Regions from separate parts of the Mus musculus genome. Here all the other regions are linked to region 1. The links are chromatin contacts, called in public HiChIP or PLAC-seq maps. All regions are on one chromosome and are shown on one strand. Each heading gives the region's core, a stretch centred on a gene start, on an enhancer-like site or on the middle of the called end of the contact. The rest is flanking DNA. Distances are from core to core; before and after follow the strand shown. Region 1 has its middle 67 kb from the start of Gm38537. Region 2 overlaps Lhfp (lipoma HMGIC fusion partner). Region 3 has its middle 98 kb from the start of Gm40048.

Region 1 (4,769 bases), core at 1,781-4,280:
CACTTGACAGATTGACTGTCACAGTCAGCTGCTTGTTCAGCTGGGGACTGCCAGGCCCAGGTGGCCTTTCACCTTGTCTGGGGGCATAGTTCCTGTTTACCCTAAATTTAAGTCTACAGCGCCAATCCCAGGCAATCCACTGGTCTTATGGCTGCGCATTAAAAAGTATGCATATCACTCCTCCCTGTTATCACCCAAACCTTCAACCTGGCTGACCTCTCTGCCTTCCGTGGCTAAGTCGAGTTTGCTCCCACTCTATGGTCCTTGTCCTACCTTGCAAGACATTTCCTCCAGCTCCTATCCTTCTCAGTTTTGTTTTTTAGGACACCTGCCACCATCCACTATGCTTCTGTTTCCTTATGTGTCTTCTGTCTGCCTTCTCACAACTGAGGACCCCATGGGACCCAAGAGTGTGAGTGTGACCCCTGGTAGGAGCCCAGTCAGTACACTTTCATATTCAAAACACTGTCTTCCCCTCCACTACTTGCCTGAAAATGCACAACAGCCATCCAAAAGCTCTTCGAAAAGTTCAAAGACACCAGAGCTTTGAAGAGAAAAGGTCTTCTTTATTTTCTCTCTTGCCAAGCTGTGGGGCTGGGGCAAGGCCTTTGCTTTGTGCTCCTCTGTAGAGGAAGAGAAGCGAGATTAGTCTCCTCTGGGCCGAAGAGAGCTCCAGCCTTCTCGAAGGACAGGGCTGCTTGCGTGTGACAAGGATCCCCTGCACAGTGGCTGCTCACAGCTCTGTGTGCTTACCTGCCACAGATTTGGTGGCAGATAAATGTACTACCGTGCATTAAACAGCTGCTGTACACAACTAGGCCTGTGGGCTTTCTGATGTCTCATAGCTTCTTCATCCTTGCAGACAGTTGATGGGCGGGAGGCCTCTTAGGTGCTGTTAGTACATGCTCCCTCCCGAGTTTCAGCCCATGCCTATGTTGTTCTTCATGGGATGCTTTAGCAAGCATCAGCCCATTTTGAAATGATTGTGTAGGTCAGACAGGTTGTGGGGGTCAAAGGTTATAGCCAGACAACCTGAGGAGGAGTGCGTGACCCTTACCTGAGAGTGAACTATTAGGCCAAACTCTAAACCCCAAGGGTCGGTGTTCTCCCTGTTGGAGGGGGAAGGCCAGCCCAGGGTGCCTCTGTGTTCATCTTAACATTTTTCCTATAACCACCTCCGCAGCTACACCATTTAGCCTCTGCTCCGGCCATCCACGCCCCTCACCCCTTCCCTCTTCATTTCTCCATATGCTCTGCTCTCCCCCCCCACCCCCCCACTCCCCACCCAGGCTAATCTCACTGACCTTTCTGCTGGCAGCTGGGAATTAACATCAATTAGAGACTATTTACCAAAAGGACTATCTCTAGTTAATTAATGAGAAAGAAGTTAAGTTAAAGTGAGCAGGCTAGACTGATGCCATGACAGGTTTCAAATTGGCAGTTCAGGAGACAAGGCCTAAATCTCTATTTCCAAGAACTGGGCAAGTTCACACCTCAGAAGCTGCCATGCCACCTGGCCTGAGGCAAGGACAATGGGTCAGCAGCCATTTTCAGACCTCCTCAGTTACTTCCACAGCGACAGTTTCCAGCCCCCAAGCCCTGGCAATGGATTGTCCCTAGAGATGCAGCAAGATATAGGTTACATACCCTGAATCCCCTAATGTGCTTTAAATCAGGCCTGCGAGCTCATTTGGTTGTCTCTCTATCTCAGTAATGGGAGGCCCCCAGCATGCTGGACTTCTGCAGAATAAAACACTCTTTGCATTTACATACTATTTGAGTCCGGAGTATCCTTCTCCAGTGAACCATTGACCCTTACAAAAGGACTTTTTGACTTTGACTTTTTGTTACTGGGTAACGTCAACCGTTGTCAGTCTGGAGGTGCTGATGCAAAACAGAGTGAAGCCCTTGTGTTGTTAACATGACATACTCCAGTGTCTGAGGACTCACCTAATGACTGCTGCAACCACCAATCTAGGCAGAGTCCCGTAGGCAGCAACCTGGGTCACTAGCAATTGGTCTTAGCTTTGACAGCATCAGCTGGTTACTTAATTCATTAGCCGCTCTCCAGAACTGAGTTTGTAGCTCAAACTTGTTTCTTCCCCCAAATTCACCAAATTCAACAACACCCTCCTTACTCCCCATGCCAGTTCTGTTTGTTTTTTGTTGTCACAGGTGCATAGTTTTACTTCCGGTGCCCAGCCTGTCTGATCTATAACCTGGGTCACCTTTTCCCTACCCTCATACCACTGGCTCAGACTCCGTGCTTCAGCTTCTTCTCTCACTCAGTCAGGTCTTCTAGAGGATTCCAAACACTGCCTGTCTCTGCAGTGTGGCCTGAGTTAACGTACAGACAGAATTAGGAATGCTCTTCTCTCCCTCAGAATTGTCCTCGTCCTCATTTTCAACATCTTGAAACTGGCTGGGATGCTCGCCCCCCCCCTCCCCCAAGCCTCTCACCCTATAATCTAGCCATGGGTTTGTTCTTATTACTGTCGGTTTGGGCTTCTGTTTTCCCCTCTACCTGCCTTCCCTAGCTATGGAAATCCGACCCTTCATTCAGTAACAAACACAAGAGCCACCTCTTCCAGGAAGCCCTCTGGGAAGCCTCCTAAGAGAAGTCAGTTGCTTGGTCTTCTGTCCCCTCAGCCCTTCCTCGGCATCTTCAGGCATCAGTCAGGCGTGTGTTGGTCTGGCCACTCTGCTGGCTGCCAGATCAGAGGACAGGAGTGCTGCTCTCATCTCCAGTGTCAACAGATTGGCTCTTAACTTGCCCCAGGCCTGGGCTTATCTGATAGCCTTGTGGCCTCAGTTCGGAGATGTCCTGCAGTCCTTAGTCGCCCCCCCCCCCCCACCTTCCAACGCACCACCCCCCCTACCCCTTCAGAGGGTGTCGAGGTTTCCCTAGAAACTGCCACTTCAAAGCCACAAAGGAAAAACAAAAATCTAGCTAAATCAGGCAAGGCGGCTTCCTTCCGAGGATGCCTTCCTGTGCTCCTGCACCTGTGCGTGGCCTCCGGTCAGATTTTGACACGAACCAGCAGTTGCACTCAGAATCACCCAGGGGAGGTAAGGGTGCCCAGAGCAGGTCGACAGAGAGCTGACTTCTGCCCCCAGCCCCTCTTGGGAGTCCTGACTGGAATGGTTCCCTTCTTAACTGCCTTGAGGGTGTATGGTAGTTCTGCCACCTGGAGGGTGTGTCTTTCCCTATAGGCCAGAAACACTTTAAATCCTCACTCTGCCCTCTAGAGTGACCTGGTGCTTAATTTTCAATTTTTTTTTTTTTTTTTTTTTAGCGTTGATGGGGCTAGAATAATCCAGGGCTGACAGTTCTGCCCCCGACCTACCTCTGCAGGCTACAGGCTTTCTTTTCTACTTTTAAATTTTCCAGGTGCCCCGGGTTGCTCTTCCCAGTGGGAGTCCTGCCTTAAATCCTAGGCCATTTGCATTTTCTCAAGGACCCTTTGTGGCAGGTAGGTCCTCGCCTCTTGCAAATGACCTTGAATAACACTGCCCTCTGCACTCTTTCTGGCAGCCACAGGAAGAACGTCCTGCCCGCTGTGAGTCTGGGGCCTTGGAGAGCAGGGCAGGGAAAACAAACAGCCTGTCCTTATTCGTCCATTACTGCAGACCAGTGGATTGGGCATTTAGGATTTAGATTTGCAATTTGTGAATTGATTAAACGAGGAGACTTTACCGAGTGGCTCCCAAGGGCGCAAGTCTTTCATGCCTCTTTCACAGATGAAGAATCTGAGTTATGACAAAGTTTGGCGCACTCAACTCCCAACCAGACTCCCCCTATGGGCTCTTTATTCGCGCTGAATCACGGGCCTGACTGTCGCCCAGAGCAGAGAGGGCGTCGCCTGTGGCTGGCGGATTTTTACTGCTTCCTTTTCATACTTCTGTCACCTCTGTCTGATCTCAGTCCTTGCCTGGCCACTCCTGCGTGCCCCACAAACTTGGAAAACCGCTGCCCTTTTCTCAGCCATTAGCTAGCAGGAGAGAGGCGTGCTTCCCGATTGAGGGCGGCAGCCGTGATGGGGTGGGGATGGGGCCGCTGAGAGGTAGCCTCCGTTCATCAGGCCTGAGCCCACCGGCTCCCTCACCAGGCCTGCATCTCTTGGGTCTGGTGAAAAGAGAAGGGGGTGGGGGTGGGCGTGGAGCCCTCCTGGGAGGCCGATCCAGGGGCTTTCTCTGCCTTAGCGCTGTTGTCTGGGCTTGCCAAGTCCCACGAGTTGGCAAACTCTCGGAGAAGTGCTTTCAAAGCCGGCCTTCGCCCTCCTTGGCAGATGCCTCAAAGCTGTCTTGCTTTGCTCTGCCTGTGCCTGGGAGTCTGTACAGGGCATTTGTTCACACGCCTCAGTGGGGACATCCCTGGAAGAGGCTCACAGGCACAGTGGGAGCTCAGCTGGATGACCCTTGAGGCAGGACCACTTGGGTGGGCGTCAGGAACTGGGGCCAGGTGGCTTGGGAGGGGCAGAACGCCAGAATGGGCGAGGGAGGTGCTAGAAGTGTTCGCTCTCCTCGGGAATAGCGTTTAAGGACTGGGAAGCATTGCCAAATAGTTAACTTTTAGAAGCTGTAGGCAGGGCACTGAAACTTTTTCTATTTCTGTTTTACTTTAGTTATCCTGTTTGATGCAAAATCATAAATATCCCAGGACATAGAAATGAGTCCTCGGGACCAGACAGAATCGAAGATGGCCTTGGAATTTACTGGCCTCAAAACGTTTTTCTAAAGTTTCATTTCTGGACGTTCACAAAACTTTA
Region 2 (4,865 bases), core at 1,813-4,312, 840 kb after region 1:
GCAGAGCTGTGTGGTGTGTGAGCCAATAGTAATAGCATGAGTAATTAGGTAGTCACAGAGAGCTCTGATTGGACAGGGCTGTGTGGTGTGAGCCAATAGTAATAGCATGAGTAATTAGATAGTCACAGAGAGCTGTGATTGGACAGGGCTGTGTGGGATGTGAGCCAATAGTAATAGCATGAGTAATTAGGTAGTCACAGAGAGCTGTGATTGGACAGGGCTGTGTGGGATGTGAGCCAATAGTAATAGCATGAGTAATTAGGTAGTCACAGAGAGCTGTGATTGGACAGGGCTCTGTGGGATGTGAGCCAACGGTAATAGCAAGGCCATGTGTCCGTCTCCCTCTGTGTATGCCTGTTAACGAGACATGGATACCCTTCAGGTGCAGACACGTGTGGCTTTTATGCCCTGCTTAGAGGGAGTTCACAGTCTTCTTGGGTTTCATGACCTGTCTGGGCAGAAGGGCTCAGGCAGGTCAGCATATCTTTCCTGCCTCTGCTCTTCTCCAAAACTCCAAGGTGTCTGTCATATGTGGGGCAGCCAGTCTGTTCCCTCTGCCATGCGGATCAGAGGCTGAGCTTCTCCTGCTCAGGCCTCCCCTATCACGTGCAATTTACTGCCCTAGACATCCGCCGCTCACATAAGGCATTGGATTCCAAGAAGAAAATTCTGAGAGAACAGGCCTCATGGTGTTTATCATATCCTAAATCAGTATTTTTGAATTTTGATGTTATGGTGTTGATGACTGTCTTTTTCCTGTTAATATAATGAGCTGCATAGCTAACCCGTGTTTAAAGAAAATAAGCAGATAACGAAAAAAGTAAAAAGAAGTGAGACTGTGAAAATGAAGTAGCTTCCCTATGGCTTACTGGATGACAGTCACCCTGCTTTCCTCAGGGGGACACCGGCGCCCTCAGTAGAAAGCAGTGTAATATGCATAGCTACTGCAAGCAACAGCTTGAGTCTCCTCTCCCTGCTTCGAGTACAAGCTTGCCCGAGTTTGGATTGCTTTTGCATAGTGCATACTATGTCCAGGGGTAATATTTTAAAATGTTGTTTGGCTTTTCCTTTCCCTGGTGTTTGAAGCATTCCTAGCTTCTTAACACGGGCCCCAACTTGACCGGAATCCTGTCCTCTGCTGACCTCTTGCTTTGATGCATTGTTGAATTAATTAACAGAGGGTAAGGAGACTGGCTGGACCCTAGTATCCTGTGCTTTATCAACAGTGCACACCCAAAAAAAAAAATGTCCAATTTTAAAAAAATTGAATGTCCTCTTTACTGGTTTTTTTTGTTTACAATAATTTTTCAAGATTTGTTTAAATTTACATATATAAATAAAAACATCCTCTTCTGCATGTCTATGTGTCAATGTGCCTGCAGTGCCCTCAGGGACCAGAAGAGGGCACCAGATGCCCTGGACCTGGAGATGCATGGCTGTGAGCTGCCATGGGAGTGCTGGAAATAAAACTAGGTCCTCTGGAAGAGCAGCCAGTGCTCTCAACCTCTGAGCTGTCTCTCCAGCCTCTAATTATTTATTTACTAAAACCACATTAGCTATTCAAGAGCCTATGTGATTTAATTTCTGCCCATTTGTTTTTAAGTTTCTCTTAGACTGGATGATGGGGGTGGGGGGTGAACTGACTCTATCTCAAGATTAAAACGGCTCTAGGTCCCCTGAGTAAATAGCTTTTGCTTATTGAGCTGTTTTTTTTTTTTTTTTTTTACAGGTTCTATTTTTAGGAACTCTGACATTTCTTTTTCTTTCAAAAGACTTCAGAGGAGAAGCAGAGAACCATTAGTAGACCTGTCCCGCATAACTGCTCTTGCTTACCTCCTGTAGGAAACTGTCGCCCTCCCTCATTACAGGGATCACGCTGAGCTTCGGGACTTTAGTGATGTCTCGAACTGTGATGCTAACTTGTCAAGGCCCCTAGGACAGGGTAGATAAGCCCAGCAGACGGGGAACACTCAGAGTCCTACATTCAGCCATACCTGATGAGGACCACAGTCGCCCCTTGCTTCTGCCACTTATGAGAACCTGAGTTTATGTCTCCTTCCTCTGGAAGGAGACAGTGTATTGGCACAACTTCCTCCCATGGGATAATAGAGCCTGGAGTTCACCAGACCATTCACAGGGGGCCAGGGAGACAGCATCAGTAAAAAATAAAACAAGTCACTATTTATTGCCCTTTAGGAACTTAAAACTAGAAAGAGAGACAAATATAAAACATATAATATGCACCTGTACTGCTCAGTTTTAATTGTTAAGTTGACATTCCAGCATCACCTAGCAAGAGAGTCTCAGTGAGTGGTTGTCTAGATTAGGTTGGCCTGTGAGCAAGTGGGGGTTATCTTGATTGCATTAGTTAAGGTGGGGAGCCCTGCCCACTGTGGGTGGCACCACTTCCTACTCAGGGTATTCTAAACTGTATGAGATTAGAGAAAGTAAGCTGGGTTTGGCGTGAATGCATTGTTGTCTTTTCTCTTAATTATGGGTGACATGTGGCCAACTCCCTCAGGCTCCTGCTGCTCTGACTGCTCTGCTCTGATGGACTGTGAGCTAAAACAACCCCTTTATCACACCAAGAGGTGTGATGGAATTAAGACTTCTGAAGCGTGTTAGACGGGAAGTGTGGCTGTTACATCATTCATGCTGATTGCCTTGCTGATGCTGTTCTACTCCAGCTGCTGAGATTCGGCTAGAGGTAGGACAGCATTTCTAGAAAGAGCCAGATTGTAATGCTTCCAACATGGCGAATGATGCGTCTCTGCCACGACTACTCAACCCAGCAACTGGAACATGAAAGATTATGGACAAAGGGCAATATTTATTTACAAAGGCAGACAGTGGAACGACAGGAAGATGATGTGTGATCCCAGCCAAACATGACCTGTCACACATTAGAAAATTGTTCCTCTTTGAAAGGGTATGCTCATTCACTGATCCTTACAGCAGCCGGTGATGCCCTTGGGACAGTGGAAAAGCAACTGTACACACAGCCCTGTTCTGTTATGCTACTGTGCTATATAAATGCCTTGATGGGCAGCAGAGGAAAATCATGTGGTGAGCACTGCAGATCCCCTGTGACCCACACCAGTCTGTGCATCACGGAGTCAGTGACTCTAGAGATGCTATCTGAGGTTTTGGAGAAAAGGGTCACATGCCTATAGGAGAGGAACCAAAACCATGCTGTCCTACCCTGGCCTCGAGACACACACACACACACACACACACACACACACACACACTCACACACACTCCAGAAGGGAGTACGTAAGCAGCAGAGAGGAGCAGAGGTGGACAACAGAGCCAGCCCAAGATCTGTCACCTCTGAATCTTGTCTTCCCTTGGACCTTTCAGACATTGCTCACACACCGATGTTCATTTCCCTAAGGGCGCTGTGTGCTTCCATTACTTACTTGTAGCTAAAAGCAGCTTGATGTTGTGATTTACCAATACTAACTCAGGACCGCATGACCTTCCCTGGGGCGGGGGGTGTCACAGCTGAACCCTCATGGCTGTATAGGATTGGCATGGGTACGGATTGAGCCTGGGTGTCCTTGAGGGTGTATGGACGGTTAGGCTGCAGGGAGGTGAATGGATTCGGCCCGAAAGGAGCCTTCTTTATGTTTAGATTTTCTGTTTCAGCAGGGTTTTGTAGAAGCAACTTTAGAAGTTAGCAAGGACCTCCAGAGCAAACATTTTAACTGTCCCAGAAAATGTATGTAATAGGCAGGAAAGGTCTTCATAGAAAGTTTACATTCGTGGCCCTAATGCAGTATAGAAAGGGTCTAGCTCAGACATGTCTATGTCCTAGAGAGGAAAGAAAAGACTGTTTACTGATGATGCCGGTGTTTTGTTCTTTGCATGCCTAGGTGTTTTCCTGTCACTGATTTGTCCAGAGTTTTCATATTAACGCCAGAGCTTTGAGCCAGCTTTGCAGTAGTAACTGCTTGGACCAATCAGACAGCATTGCAATGCTAATCTTCCAATGACACTGATTTATGAGGAAGAAAGACGTATTTATAAATTTACTCATTTAAAAACAGGTTGGACAGTGAGTGTCTGAATCTCCACCAACCTTGCATCCACCTTGACCGTAGTTATCAATCTTTGACAAGAGAATCAGAAGTAGTCATGTTGAGAAAGTAAATGTTTCATTCTCATATCTCACAAATTATTATTTTCTCAGTAGTGTTTATTTTTATAGATTTTTTTATGTATATGCGTGTTTTGACTACATGTATATATGTGCTTTGTGTGTGTGCCTCATACCCACAGATGTCAGATTCTCCTAGATCTGGGGTTACAGACCATGGGTGCCTTGTAGGTGCTGGGAACAAAGTCCAGGTTTCTAGAAAAATAGTGCTTTTAACTGCTTAGCCATTTCTCCAGCCCCCTCGCACTGGTATTTTAAATACTGATCATTTACATAAATTAGGATGCTTTTAAGGTTAGATTTAAAAAATCTGATTTTAATTGACAAAAACAAAGAGGACATTTCAAATGGCATAAGACAAGACCAGGCAAGGCAAACTTACCTGGGCAGGGTCTCAGAGATGCAGGCTGGGGTTCATGTTTGAGAACCATCTGCAGAATGGCTGCAACCATTTGTCATCTATAGGCTGGCGTTAGCCTGAGCTCATTCTCCTCACAGACGTGTTTGGCACTGATAGCTCTGAGCACCATAGTTCACATTGGGCAAGCTGCTCCCCAGTAATGCAATAGCATCCCTCCCCCCTTCTCTCTCCCTCCCTCCCTCCCTGTCCCCCTCCCCCTTTCCCTCATCTCCCATCTCTCATCTCTCCTTTTCTCTCCCTTCCCAACTTTTCAAGTTGGGTCAGCCTGGCTGCACATCTACC
Region 3 (4,349 bases), core at 544-3,043, 900 kb after region 1:
TGAAAATTCAGACTTCTTTCCACTATGAACCACTGCTCTGGGGTTCCCATTCCTGTACCCACACCGTACCTCTGCCTCATGGATCTAGGCCAGTCACCCCTATTTACTGAAAGTTCTGTTCTGCCTTTTAAAAACAAAAGTCATCCCATCTAACAAATATCCCAATATCAAGCATTTTTGGCCAGGGGAGTCCACGAGACTCCCCAAGCAGCATAAGCTACCTTGTTTACCTCCCAGAGGATGACATAATCCCTACTGCCAAAGACACCATACCTGTCTAACACAGGACTCGACTCAGAGGATCCAAGCTGGGTCTGACCTGAAAGCGTCTTCCCTGGGGGCCAGATCTCATGGGAGTGGATGGTGCTATACAAACTGCCACAGGAGTGAAGTAACCAATAGTCCTGCCTGGCTGTGATGTCTAGGAACCACCACAACAAGCATTGCAAGGTAGCCCTGCATAAAGGTACAAGAGTGGCACACATATATTTGTCCTAACCACTGTGGTGGCTTGAATAGGAATGGCCCCCAGAGGTTCATATATTTAGATGCTTGGTCCTAAGGGATTAGCACGACTTGATAGGAATTAGGAGGTGTGGCCTTGTTGTAATAGGTGGGTGGGCTTTGAGGTTTCAGAAGTTCAAGCCAGGCCCAGTGGCTTCCTCTTTCTCTTCCCACTGCCTGCTGATCTAAATGTAGAACTCTTGGCTCCTGTCTAGTAGCATGTCTGCTAGCATGAGCGCCTGCGTGCTTCTCACCATGACAAGAGTGGACTAAACTACTGGACCTGCTAGCCAGTCCCAATTAAGTGTTTGCCTTTATAAGAATTGCCATAGGTGTGGCGTCTCTTCACAGCAACAGAGCATCAACTAAAACACCAGCACTGCTGCCTTTGCCAGGGGAGAACCATGAGCAGATCCGGTAAGGACCGGCCATCACGGAAGCGGGGTCTGAGCCTCGCTGAACTGTGCTGTCACAGACCCTTGAGATTCTACCTGGAAACCTGGTTGAGTTGAGTGATGTTTTCAGTCATTTTAGCCCCAGGTATAAGGATGAGGGGCTGCTTTGGATGATGGGCAGTAGCGGACCATAATTCCCCCCATGCTCTAGCAGAAGCACGGTTTTGCCAGCTGCAGATAATTTCTGCAATTGGGTGATGTTTGGAATTCTGGGAACTTTTCAGAGGGTGCATAAGTGCTTAGGGCCCTGAGAGGAAGTTGGTGGTGATTGTTGGTCATGCAGGGGGTTGGTTCTGGTTTGTTAGTAGTTGTGTTCAAAGAAGAAACAAAAAGAAAGATTTATTATCTAGTGATGGGGGGTAAATCCAGGGAAATGAAGGATAAGACTTCCCTAAAGATGAAGGATGAAAAAAAGAAGAACCCACAAAGTAACAAAGACTGGCTACAATTGAGCCTGACTAGTCCGTGACTTCTTACAGGAATGAGTATAATAAATTAGTATTATGTAAAACTCAACTGTGGTAATTTACTGCTACAGCAATAATCAAATGATACAGATAACTTCACAGTGGCAGCTGGCTCTCCTGGCTCCCAACCCACAAATGCATGATCCAGCTCGTACACGGATACCTGGTCTGACACACTGTGAGTGGGTTTTTCAGAGTTTATTTCATTACCACATGGGGATCAGGAATCAAACATCATAATTAACCCCCAGAGACAGTAGATTGGTCCACATTAATTAAAAGGTCACAGTCTAAAGGAGGACTTATGAGATTCGCCAAGCCCGTGCAGTTAGGAAGTTGCCCGACACTCTTACACAGGGCTTGTGAGCCACCAGTTTCTAAGGAACTGACTGCCAGCTGACAAGCCCAGCCTGGCACCTGTGCAGAGCGTACCGTTCTGGAATGATTTGTTTTTATTCTGGTTTCAATCTGTATCTCCTTTCAGATTGTTATAAGTAATTAACTCTGAGTAAATGGCCCCCAGACATTAATGGATACTAATCACTGGGGTGGATATGATTCCTGGGACCTGAAGCAGAGCACCCTCCAGTTTGTCCCTATTCTACTTCAGAAGAACAAACCTCCCCGTTTTCTGATCCCACGGGGCTTCTTCGTGTAAAAGAAGAGAAGCGGAGTCATGAGAGCAGAACGACCCTCATTGTTGAGGGCAAAACCATCATGGCTTAGAAAACTGTTTGCTCCACAACCACAAAGGCCTGGGCTCTGATCCCCTGCAACAGAGAAGCCGCCCAGGGCATTAGAGTCTTCCTTTACCCCACTTCACCCATGCAGTCCAGTGTGAAGTTTACAATGCTACAGTGTTGGATGGCATGCCTAAGAGAGGACATGAGCTTGCAATGCTTTAAAACAAAGTGTGTCTAAGGTTATATCTGAGTGGGTAGTTACCTATAAACATAAACCTCAGAGTTTCTTACAAGGGGGAGCTCTCTCCCCTTTGGTATTTATAGAAGCTGTGTTTAGAGGAGTCACATGATGTCATGATGTATAAATCAAGACACACACACATGCCCTAGTTTGCTTTCTGTTGGCGTGATAAACACAACCACCAAAAGTGACTTGGGGAGGAAAGGGTTTATTACATCAAACACATTATAATCTTATAAAAGGATGTCAGGACAGGACCTCAAGCAGAAACCATAGAGGAATGCTGCTCACTCGCTTGCTTTCTCTGGCTTTCACCATTCTCCTGTCTATTTCTGTGAGATCAACTTTACTTTTAGATTCTACCTGAGTGGTAGCACCAAGCTGGCCCTCACTTATTTCTCTAAACATAGTGATTTCCAGCTCCGTCGGTGTATTGCAATGACAGGATGTAATGCTTCTATGACTGCTTTCTCTTCTACTCAGTATGTGCGCCATCTCTTCCTTAGTCATTCATCACTCAGTGGGCACTTAGCTTTCCTCCAGCACAGACTTGATGTTAAAGTTGCATGGCGTCTTCTCTGAGAGCATCAGAAGTCGCACAGACAGACAAGTGCCCTTGAAGAGTGTGAACGTAATTTTCCTTCAGGATCCTCTATGACTGGTCTTAAGTATCTATGTGAACAGGGTTTTAGCCTCTGTAAGACTTAACTATTGTGGAAGTAGAAAGAAATTAAGGAGTGTGTTTCTAGGTCCTTGTAAACCAACAGCTGCTTCTAGGCTTACAGATGAGACTACCACTCCTATTTGCTGCCAGTGTTCTCACTATGGATTATATTAAGCATGGCCACTAGTCACATGACTAAGTTGTTATCATCCCGACCACATAGAAAATTATTTGAGGTCTTCTGATGATAGAAAGACAACAAACCATGATGTTCGCACAAATCTTCCCAGAGTCTTAGTTTTGATGTAAAAAGATGATTTTTTTCAATGTCATGAAAATGATACTTTGAAGGATAAATCAAACAGCCCGCAAAAGGATAGTGGAGACACCACGGAACTGTCTAATATACTCAAGTGTAGCCTCCAAACCTGCCAGGTTAGCCAGCAAATACCTATTTCAGAATATTAGATACCTTGACCTTAAAAAAACAAACAATAAACTTTTCTGTCTTCTCTTCTAGAAAATCAAATCTTCAATCTTTATTTTACATGTATGAAATTTTGCCTGTGTGTTTATATGTGTACCATGCATGTGCAGTGCCCAGAGAGGGTAAAAGAGAGCGTGGTATCCCCTAGAGTTGGAGTTACAAATGATAATGACCTTGCAAATGGACGCAGGAAGCTCAGCCTGAGTCCTCTGCGAGAGCAGCCATGGTCTTTACTACTGAGCATCTCCCCAGCCCTACCTTTGTTTGTTTTCCCTATTTTTTTTTTTTTTGAAATTTTTATGTTCTATTTTTCATGTAAGTGTTTATTCCTTTTTCTTTACTTGAATCATTAACTCTCTCACAGAAAAACTCTATGAGGACAAATCTATTTGCTATTAGAATATATGGAGATTTTTATATATGTTTGATATTTGGTTTTTTCAAGACAAGGTTCACTGTGTGACACTGACTGTCCTGGAATTTGCTCTGTAAACCAGGCTGGCCTCATACTTACAGAGATCTGCCTTCCTCTTCCTCCCAAGTGCTGGAGTTAAAAGTGTGCTTGGCTATAATTTCTTTTCTGCACAATAATAAAAATTACTTTGATACACTTTGTAAATGAAAACAGCCCCTGTATACAGATTGTTTCTATCCCAGACTACTTAGTGTGGGAAGGGCCTATCTGCTTCTACACCAGGAGACATGTGTGTTTACATCAGCGTTTCTCAGGTCTTTTGAGATTCCAGGTAGCATGTCCTAGTGACTTGTGGAGTCAGGCTAGAAGACTCTGAAGACTTCTCCTTTATGCAACCCCATCAATCATAGGCCTGACACATATAGAAAAAATT

Evidence for each region. HiChIP or PLAC-seq counts read pairs in DNA pulled down with a chosen protein or histone mark.
Region 2: a contact with region 1 is called in an H3K27ac HiChIP or PLAC-seq map of large pre-B cells, with 3 times the contacts expected there. The contact joins two enhancer-like sites.
Region 3: a contact with region 1 is called in an H3K27ac HiChIP or PLAC-seq map of large pre-B cells, with 3 times the contacts expected there. The contact joins two enhancer-like sites. A contact is called at or near these places in 1 of 115 datasets of contacts at active chromatin or transcription factors (large pre-B cells) and 1 of 9 other capture datasets (embryonic stem cells).

The regions. Positions count from the first base shown.
Region 1 is chr3:52,397,446-52,402,214 of GRCm38.p6, forward strand. No RefSeq gene overlaps it. Among named protein-coding and RNA genes, the nearest start is that of Gm38537, 67 kb to the right of the region's middle. Within about 2 kb of position 3,031, at least 211 of the 459 cell types and tissues checked have an H3K27ac peak or open chromatin away from gene starts, as enhancers often do.
Region 2 is chr3:53,233,484-53,238,348 of GRCm38.p6, forward strand. All of the region lies in intron 3 of Lhfp (lipoma HMGIC fusion partner), which reads left to right. Among named protein-coding and RNA genes, the nearest start is that of C130075A20Rik, 140 kb to the left of the region's middle. Within about 2 kb of position 3,063, at least 9 of the 459 cell types and tissues checked have an H3K27ac peak or open chromatin away from gene starts, as enhancers often do.
Region 3 is chr3:53,295,603-53,299,951 of GRCm38.p6, forward strand. No RefSeq gene overlaps it. Among named protein-coding and RNA genes, the nearest start is that of Gm40048, 98 kb to the right of the region's middle. Within about 2 kb of position 1,794, at least 8 of the 459 cell types and tissues checked have an H3K27ac peak or open chromatin away from gene starts, as enhancers often do.